2 separate regions of the Gasterosteus aculeatus genome follow, and region 2 is linked to region 1. A link is a contact called in public Hi-C data. All regions are on one chromosome and are shown on one strand. The core of a region is the stretch at or near the end of the contact, and the rest is flanking DNA. Distances in the headings are between cores, read along the strand shown. Region 1 overlaps LOC144409417 (a long non-coding RNA gene). Region 2 has its middle 27 kb from the start of LOC144409417.

Region 1 (5,039 bases), core at 1,774-4,273:
CTTCTAAATATATAGGTGAGATCTTTATAATCTTTAGAGTCTCAGACTGTTCATTTTTGGACGATTTCTATATCGTAACGGAAGCCTTTGAAGTAACTCTTGTAACTTATGTTGAGCTGACACTGATTTATTAAACTTTTCTTTTCAAAACTGCAACAAAAAGCATGCCTGTATATTATCCTAATGTGTCACAGATTCAAAGTTATGGATCCTTATTCAAAAGTTCTCTTTCTCCTGCAACATTTTTTTAGAGACCAAGCTGGCACATTTACAGAAGCATGCATGTCTGCAAGCGGATACCAACACACATACGTAGATACACACTCATGTAGAGGTAATTCAGTATCTTTTGCGTGGCCGAGCATAATGAGATTTGTGACTTTTAGGTTCATACAGAGTTGAAATGCAGAAGAAGAAGAAGAAGAAGAAGAAGAAGAAGAAGAAGAAGAAAAAAAAACCCTCAAAGAACGTTTTAAAATACAGCAAGAGACGGAAGGTAAAACACCCAAAAAAAGGGGTCTGTGTTTGCGGGCGTGCGCTTTCCAAACGACAATCAGAGCCGTTGGCTGTTTCAATCTGATGAAGAGGAAGATGAAGGGGTTGTAGAGAGAGAGAGAGAGAGAGAGAGAGACACAGTTCGGCGTGGAGAGGACAGCAGGACGGAACAGTGCTTCCATTGTCTATTTGGCCTGGTTAACATTTTAATGAAGAAGCTGCATCCAGAGCCCACTGACTCACACGATGATTAACACTTTGCAAATACGCCTGCACACAATACAACAGCTAACCACCAACCCATCGGCATGAAGACACACTGTGGACACATACCAGTGGAGCGCACATTGGAGGACACTCATGACATGGATTCATGTGAATGACTATTTAAAGTTTATTAAAAGTTGTCTTTCAATATTACTATACAAGTTTTACAAGTCAAATCTAATTTTGTAAAATTACAAAAGCAAAACTGTTTTATGTCACTTGTGTTGTTCACCACATGACTCCTTCCAGCGTTGCTAACCCCAACAAAATGAGTTAAATTAATTTCAACCACATTGCATTGCCAGACCCAACTAAGTACTTTTATTGAGAAAACCTAATGTCTGCAAAGAACCATGACAAAAAAAATCTTCAATACGGTCTACAGCCCTGGATAAAAAAAAACAGAAACATATCAGAGGAACAAAACATATGGACCATCACGTGTACGTTGACATGCCGTCCTGACACGTTGAAAATGACCTTCCATATTCAAACCATACCGCTGCTGACGGACTGGGCAACGTTCCCCATGACTCACAGCCCAAGCCTACAGCTTCCATGCCCATAATAATAAAGATGATTGGAGTAATTTGCAGCGGAGACCAGTCGCAACAGACTTGGATGTTTTAGAGGAAGTGAATTTGAATGTTTATTTTCTTTCTCTTCTAAGAAATGCAATTTTCTATGACGAAAGGGCAATTTTGAAATTGCGGGTGAAATAAGCATAAAGATTGACTCCAGGATTGACCCTCCATCAGTGAACCCCTTTCTCAGTGCAACAGGATGTGAAGAATTCTGAAACGTTTGTAGATGTTAAAAACGTACAAGGAGGATTTCAAATGAGCTCAAACGGAGCCCCCTCTTTCGCATGCACATATATTATCCGACGGACGTCAATCTGCGACACATATGTTCACGGAGCTACGCAGGGGTTGTTTTCAAACCACATGCAAATGTTTTCAAAGGGGAGTCTGCAGGAAACACGTAAGTCGGCAAAAGTTCAGTGTGCCTTTCGGGCTGTGCTGGATGCTCTCTCCCTTTTTATCTTTCTCCTTTTACTTCTTTCTTTTATCCTTCTCTCTCACACGCATTCGCAGCACAACATAATGTCTTCCGCAGCTGTCTCCCCGGGGCAGGCGGCGTAAAGGGGTGATATGATGAAGAGGGTGAAAGAGAAAGAGAAGAGGAGGAGGGTGGTGGTGGTTGGTGGGGGGGGGGACCTTTGGGGGTCGCCGCCACTGGAGTTGGATTCCTTCACACCAGTTGTTGAAAGCCTCTCTGCACGCGTGGGAACGTGTTTGTGTGTGTGTGTGTGTGTGTGTTGTGCACGGTGTTTCCCGTTCGCCTCGGCTGCCGCATGGACGTGATTGTGTGCTGTGGGGGGGGGGAGTCTTGACCAGGTGTGTTAGATCACATATACGCACCTTCATAGCCAAACACACAGCCGAGGAGATCCGGATAAAGGGATAAAAAAGAAGGACATATATATGTAGACTCTATACATCTTTTTGATGTACTGTCCATGTCCAAGTAACCAATGGCTGTATTATTCTAAGACTTGGGTTGAACTGAGCATGTCTGCTTTGCTACTTGTGTCACATCAACATGGCCAAAGTGGAACACTGTCACTCTGCAGTGGAATTCCTACTGCATTACCATAACTATATTATATAGTTACTGTAAAAGTTTCACTGCTGTCCCAGCTATCAATTATGGGTTTCATGGCCCGCCCCCCTACATTCCTATTGGCTTATGAGCCTATTTTGTAGACATTTTCCACTAATCTATTCTGCGTAATGTTTTTACAAGAATGTGTTCTTAGATGACAAACTATTATTACCAGTACTAATATTTTTGCTTGGACTCCAGTTCTTTGGTTTTACTGGGACCTGCTGAGTGTGTATAAGTTAAGACTGGCTCTGCGTACACGTACACATCAATGTTGACAATTTAGCACAATAAGAACGTATCGGTCGCGGTGGACACGCGGCAGATCATTTCGCTTTGAATGCAGGACTACTTTTAAGAGTTGTCATTACGGCACTTAATCATTTCATGCTTCCCACTACGAATGGGCAACATTGTCATGTATAACACATTACGAAAGGCTGCCTCATCGTCAACAACACATTGTGTCTTTTGATAGGTGTTATGTCACCACTGACACAACACCCCTGAAATGTTTATTGCTGCACATGAGATGCACCCCGTCTGGCCGCGTATGCAACATTATGCAATCTCACTCAACTATTAATATGCAGTATGACACAGAGTGTACTAAATGTACTGAATGAATGGAATGTTCTGGTAACCGGTCCTCCCGTTCATTCCCTCGAGACCTTTCGCATCACCTGGCAGCCGGCCGGCAAAGTTCCCGCCATAGTGTTGGCCGGTTAGCGCTCGCGGCCCTTGAAACGTACATTTGCAGTCCCCTCCACAAGTGCACACTCAGAAATCAAACGCACACGTGCAGAGCGAGTGGGCTCGGAGGTGCCCGCCGTTGTTCTGTGGCTCGCCGAAGCAGCTCCTTCCCGCTCTGATTCCTCCCCGAGGCCACGCCAAGGAACCAGGCGCTTCAGCAGCACCGCCGCCGGGGTCCCACCAACCAAGAGAAAGACGGAGAGACCTCCATCACGGCCACGCCACAGCCATTATGTGCAGATTGAATGGAATCTGATGTGGAGGATGTGGCTGGCTATCTCATTTGCTGTTTATGTAACAGGGGTGGGGGGAGGAAACACAGAATAAAGCCTGTCCGTTCCGGGCCTTTTGTCTATGCAACTTCCCAACGGCTTAATGAGGGTTAAACAGAGCCGTCGCAGACAAGATGACCAAGCTCTTAAGGTTGGTGTGAACAAGAATTCAGTGTAAACACAACCAGGAGGGCCGGCTGTTGTTTTCTAGGAGGCAGCACACAACTATCCATGATAGTAGTGAGTCAGGATTCCAGTGACCCCCCCCCCAAGGGCAATGCTTTGTGTTAGACTGCCCCCTAGTGTTGTTGAGTGTCCTCCGGCTCCTCTTTCACCTCCTCCTCCACCTTTTCCCCCTCCTCTTCTTTCTCGGCTGTCTCTCTAGCCCTTTCTTTGAGCATGAAGTTATCTAAAAGGTATTAGCACCAGGGGAATGAATCCTGAGTGAAACCAGCAGATGTGGAGGTGATAATGAGTCAGAGTCATCCCGTTCTTGGCTCGGGAAGTTTTCCCAGACTTTATATGCTCAGTCAGCTAAATGGATAGAAAAACAAATGCTTGGGGAGTCAGAGCAAGCTGAATGTGTGTGTGCACGTGTGTGTGTTTTAATGGACGCTGAAAGATTGAAAGATCATGGTTGCTGAAGCTCTTGCAGCCCACACAGAATATTAATAATTCCCAGATTTTTAGGTCATTGTCAAACTGATACGTCACTTTCATTTATTCTCTTCCTGTTTTTGTCAGCTTGTGCTTCACTCCCATTTCCACCATCTAGGCCATCAGGACAGTTTTAACAGTGCAAAAGGCGACATTGGAATCTCTGCTGGCCAACATTTATTATTTTCAATTTATTTTTAAGGTTTATTAAACCGGAAATTTGGGCGCTTTGGAAACTGCTGCTGGAGTAAATCAATTTTTTTGAGATATGATCTTTTTTCTTTCTCCCGCCAGAGAGATTTCACTAAATCCTTTCCTCCACTAGATTCGTCTGACAGCTGCAATTCTTACTTTGCAGAGGAGCCTTTAGCACACAGAACCTCAGATGAGCTCATACCGTGCGGTACCAGGCACACATCGGAACTACCCAACATGGCACCACCTACAACTCTGAAATATGGACTTGTAGAGCTTGCTATATATACAACTTTTGACACCACTGGCAATATGGTATTTGAACGTGCAAACCTCAGGCTCAAATGTGGGATTTGTGTTTGGGAAATGATGCGAGGTTCCAGGGTTGTTTGTATTGTCACTGTGAAACAACTGAATGCAGATGGGAGACTCATTAATCTACTTTACAACAAAGCCCACAAAAAGTAAATCAGCTGCGGGTGGCACATCATGTAACCGATGTCATCCATGCTCAGTAGTTGGTTGTAATACCGTGCACTTCCCACGCCACTTGTATGTTTCCAGTCAGGAAAAACTGTCTGAAAAACTTAAAAGAGTCTTTAATTCTTTTTTTGGTTCCCTCCAAAGACGTTGACTTGACCATGTGAGGTCAGTCGATGAGGTCGGGCCTCCTACGACTAGTGAGGGGAAAGTTTCATGTTGAATCATTAATATTTTTTTAAATTGACTAAA
Region 2 (5,039 bases), core at 1,574-4,073, 47 kb before region 1:
ATCAGAGTGAATTACTGCTGGCAGGACGTGTAACACTAAAAGGTTTATCACATTTCAATCATTCGGGCTGCAGATGAGGTCGTGTTCTGAAACGCTGTCATGTTGGGCTTACTGAGCGGAAATCTTTGCATTTGAGGACATCGAACATTTAAGGAGTCTAAAAGCAGCCCAGATATTACGGAAGCAGCCCAGTTGGTAGGAACGAACGGACGTTTGTGGTGTAAGTTTCTGTGAACCGCTGATAAAGTGAATGTGTTATTTCTTTTAACAATTTGGTTAAAAGTGCATTGGTACAATATGCAACATGCAGATCAAGTGTCATAGCATAATGTGCTATTACTGAACGGGTTAAATAAATATCTACACATGTGTATCTATCCATTGTTTGTCGCTATGTTACATATGTTACAGGCTAAATTGGTAAATTGCATCAAAACTTTAACTCAATCTGTGATCTTTTTTCTGACCACGCGTGATAAAGACTGAAATGATTCATAGCTCAGAAATGTTCACATTCAGTGTGATGCTAAATTGGCTATTTATGCATCACTAAATTAAATTGAGTCACACCACTAAAACTTATTGTGACAGAGGAAACGTATTTTGAGACTTTGAGTTTGATTCGCAGCGGGTTTGCACTTTTAATCCAGGAAATAGCCATATGCTTGATGCCGAATGTTTGACATGCAGAAGCACTACGGCAAATTCCCTGCCAGTCAAGCAAATGGAAGAACACAGCACCTTAAAAATAGTGTGAATGTACTGTATGTGAAGTATTTGATACAGAGATCATTAAAAAGTTTTTGCCATCTCGGACATTCCTCAGGTTTTATTGGTGCAACCTGGTTTAGTAAATCACAGATGGTTTTACAAACAGCCAGTGGAGCCCAGTCCAGGTCTGGAAGAGAGGAGGAGGGATGTGTGTGTATATACAAGAATAGTACGCGTCGGGATGTTTATAGAAAGCATGGACGGGGAAGGAGCGATGGAAATTGTGTTGATATATGAATGAGGGAGGGCAGAACCAGATAGCTGGAGGCCGCTGAAAGTTGTGCATACTCACACATACCAAAGGCAGAGAAAAAAAAAAAACAGGAAGGAAGAGAGGAAAGTTGTTTCCCCGTCATGGCATTCCAACTCTCTTCTTCTTCTCCTCCTCCCTTAGTCTGACCCTCGCCTCTCTTTTTCCCCACAGAGAAGTTACACAACATATTTCCAGGCAAGCCAACGCGAACACACTTCAGCTACACCTCATCAGTTTCTGTGCCTCCCCTCACACACGCACACACACACACACACACACACACCACGCACGCATGCGCACACACACACGCACGCACGCACACGCACGCACTTGTCAACTGTGAAATATGTTCAGCAGATCTCCTCTGCTGGACGTTACACAGACTCTCTAACGTGTTGAGAACCTTCTCATGCCCTGATCATCCTCTCTCCCTCTGTTGCTCACCCACCTCCCCCTTTTCTCCCCTTTCATCTCTCAAACAAACACCCCGTTGCATTAATCAGGGTTTTCTTTTCTCCCCTCCCTGCCACCCTGACAATGGCTCTGTTTTACATCACTGATTGGGGATGTGCCCCCCCATTCACACACACACACACACACACACACACACACACACACACACACACACACACACACACACACACACACACACACTCTCAACCCCAACTCTCTCTCTCTTTCCCTCCCTCTCGCTGCTGACTGTGTTTCCCATCATGCAGCAGTCACAGGGAAGGGGCTCGGTGACGGGGCGAGGGGCCGGGAGCTTGACACCAAGGTCAGCCGTGTAAGGGGCGGCGGGTGGACGACAATAGGCCTCCCCGACACCCGGAGAGAAAAGATGCACAGCGAAGAGGCCGGGTATCAATAACGGGTTTGACAAAGCGCTTTGTGAACTCTACTGTTTCCTCCACAGGGTCTTTCTTTGTGTATTGAGTTATGATGCTAACAGTGGTATATTAGCATTTAAGGCTATGAGGCTAATGTCTTGTTTTTTTTGCATGTTCAAAGTTTGTTTGTTCTCATTACACAACGTGACCCTCCTCCAGAACTTTATCCCTCAGGTGTTTGGAGAGCTCTTAGGGCTTCATGGGCCCCCTTTGTGCTCAGGGGGGCTGCAGGCTTTTAAGACTGAATGTAAACCTGGGAGTTGTTGGGACTGACTTTTGACACTCAGGCGAGTCCTGCTTTGCTCAACCGGGACCAGCCAACCAAAGAAATGGTGTCATTCCTTTCATCTGCACACTGAAAGAGTCATTCAAGCTTTTTTTTTATGTCTTCCAGGCTTGACTAATGCAACGCACTGTATTCTGTATCAGCGGGTCAAACACATCTGGTTACCTGCGAGTTTTACAGTTGATTTTAATGTTTTACTGCGCTTTTTTACAGCCTTGAATGGCCTGGCTCCTTCGTATATCTGCTGACTCCCTATGAGCCTCCGGGACCCTCAGCTGTGGGACTCCCTGTCTGGAGATCTAAGGCCGGCAAATTAAACATAATCTCTTAAATCTTTTCTCAAGGCTGACTTTAATTCTATTACGTATAACTGACGGTACTTTTTGTATGTGAAACTTGCGCCTCAGGTTTGGGGCGTTTGGTGTGTAGGAGCCCCGGGCATGAAACAAAAGTAGGAGAAAAATAAGAGTTTTGCATTAAACACTTTATCCTTCTAAGTGACATTTGAGCCTCACACGCACCACCTTGATGGACAACCACGACATGCAGCATAGACATTTGTTGTTGGCTTAAAGTCAGTAGGCCTGAGGGTTAGTGTGTGACGTCTGTTTGTTATTACCTGACAGTGTGAAATACTACAGGGTTAAATCTAATTCACAGGCCCGATCGGTCACACTGCGCTGCCCTAAATATCACGGGGGGATTTACCGTTTAATCCAAGGCTTCATTGGCAAGCTATTGAATTGAATTAAGAAGTCAAATTTTGGTTACATCATGCGTCATTAGTGACTAGCAAGGGGAACGAAGAAGATCTGTGTGTATATGCCCGCGCATATTGTGTATGCACATGTGCTTAACAAGTTTTTTGCCGTGCCTCATCCTTCGCTGATCCTCAGGAGTTTGGCTAAACCACATCGAGGCAACGGCGTGCTGGCTCTGTTAGCTCCGTTAGCTTTCCTTCAGTGGATTCGGTCTGGGTGGCCGACCGAGGTGTCGAGGCTGGAATCGGCTGAGAGCCCAGGGATTCGCGCGGCGCGCCACCTCGTCAACGCGTCCTGGTTGAGTGGCGGCCTCTTTGCCAGCCCTGGCGAAGCCGCCGGAGTGGGGCGGACTTTCCTCCAAACAGGAGTTGGACGGTAGCAAGGGAAGGTGAAGGGGAGTCAGACAGAACACCAGAGGTTGATCATGCATGGCGGGGCCTGACAGAGTGAGCTAGCGATGGGCAAAGGAAGGGGGAGAGAGGGTGCGGGAGGGGTCTATTGGCTTTTAATGAGAAGTGAAGCCCCCTCCTCCCCCCCACCCACTCACCCCCTTTACCAAAATTACACCACTGTGGTGCAATGAGCGTATAGAGGAGGTGGTTAACTAAGAGAAAAGTAAAGCTGTGGAAATAAAATGCTAATTCACCATTGGCCTGGGCAAGAGGGGTGGCGGTATGGCCGGGCGGAGGGCGGGGGTGATGACAAGAGGCAGGGGGGTGGAGGTGGAACAAAATGCAAGGGTGTAGCGTGCAAGAGATATTTTGAGAAGGGGGCTTTAGAGTAGGTGTGTGTGTGCATGGGCACGGCTGGAGGCTGGAAACAAAAAGGCCCTTGGACCCCTGGAGGCCTCAGGCGGAAACGTAACCCCCGTGTTGCATGCTGCTCTGATTTAGAGCCCTGAAAGCCCTCGATGGATTTAACCCAGAGACTGTCGGACAGTGACATAAACACTCAAGCAGCTCAGTCCTCCCTAAAACGTCCAATATTTAAGTGCAGAGACGCATGGGCCCCCCACCGCCGGCGTCGCTTTAAAGCGCATTTATTTGGGAAACAAACTATTCCGGAGGTTACGGCGGAACTTCGAATTTAACATATGCACATTGTTCACGGAGCAAAAGTTGATTTATTCTGACAAAATATGTAGAATAATCTGCTCATGTAGCGTACAGGTGAAACTCGCAGAAGGTGAACATTATGCTGCTTGAGTTTTCCCACGAGCTGCTTGAAACTATATAGGACAGATGAGCATTACTCAGAATGCTGAAGCTTTCCCTCTTGTGTGTATCTTGTTAGAAGAAATAGTATATTATTAGTAGTACTAAAGTAGTATTAAAGAGTGCAGCAGGTTGCTGTCAGGTAAAAGACCAAGGGAAGCTGCGTGTCTTTATTTTAAAGTTCTTCTTTTCATTAAAATGTGAAAACACATGATCCCATGGTATCTCCCTCCTTAAGTGTACCCTGCATAAAAGGTCTATTTTAGTCCAGATGGGACCTACGTTTATGAAATGAACATCACACTGTGTTAAAGAAGACTTGAAACAGTAACGACTCACATTAATAATGTAGTAAAATGTGAAGTGAAGAGAGTCATTTTCGCATCCAGAGGGCTTGCCTCCCTGCTGGCCTTAAAAAAAAAGAAGCGTATTGACTTCAGTTTAAGAGCTGGGGGTTGCCTCCTGCTCGGCGATAGTGTGTGGACAGGGTGAGGGTTACTTCATCAGCCTTAAGGGCAACACACAGAAAGAGAAGTGCCAGCCAGACTAAAGACTAAATAAAAAATGGATCCCACGTTCCGACATGGGCCCCATTCATAAATGAAAGTTGCTCATTCGATGCATACGCTGAAAGGCCTTTTCTGGGCCCACACAGCATGCGCAGCCAGCGTCCTGTTTAGTACTAGTTAAAAAAACCTCACAAGACAGTCTGACAGACACCAACAAAACCAGAGGGACAGGAGGTGGTCTTGCCTGCCCAGCTGCTCTCAGGTGGTTCCAGCGTGCGGTTTCTGTTGACCCACTTTCCCTCCTGCTCTGGGTAGGGCTGCGGTCTAGGAGCGGCCAGAGTTCACACCCTGGGAATAG

What was found. A called contact is a pair of places that touch in the nucleus more often than the background predicts.
Region 2: a Hi-C map of liver shows a contact between it and region 1, with 2.1 times the contacts expected there. The contact joins two enhancer-like sites. A contact is called at or near these places in 5 of 6 Hi-C or Micro-C datasets (liver, skeletal muscle, tail fin and 1 more).

Annotation. Positions count from the first base shown.
Region 1 is chr6:6,267,760-6,272,798 of fGasAcu3.hap1.1, reverse strand. All of the region lies in intron 1 of LOC144409417 (a long non-coding RNA gene), which reads left to right. Among protein-coding and RNA genes, the nearest start is that of LOC144409416, 2.7 kb to the left of the region's middle. Within about 2 kb of position 3,023, at least 2 of the 9 cell types and tissues checked have open chromatin away from gene starts, as enhancers often do.
Region 2 is chr6:6,314,790-6,319,828 of fGasAcu3.hap1.1, reverse strand. No RefSeq gene overlaps it. Among protein-coding and RNA genes, the nearest start is that of LOC144409417, 27 kb to the right of the region's middle. Within about 2 kb of position 2,823, at least 2 of the 9 cell types and tissues checked have open chromatin away from gene starts, as enhancers often do.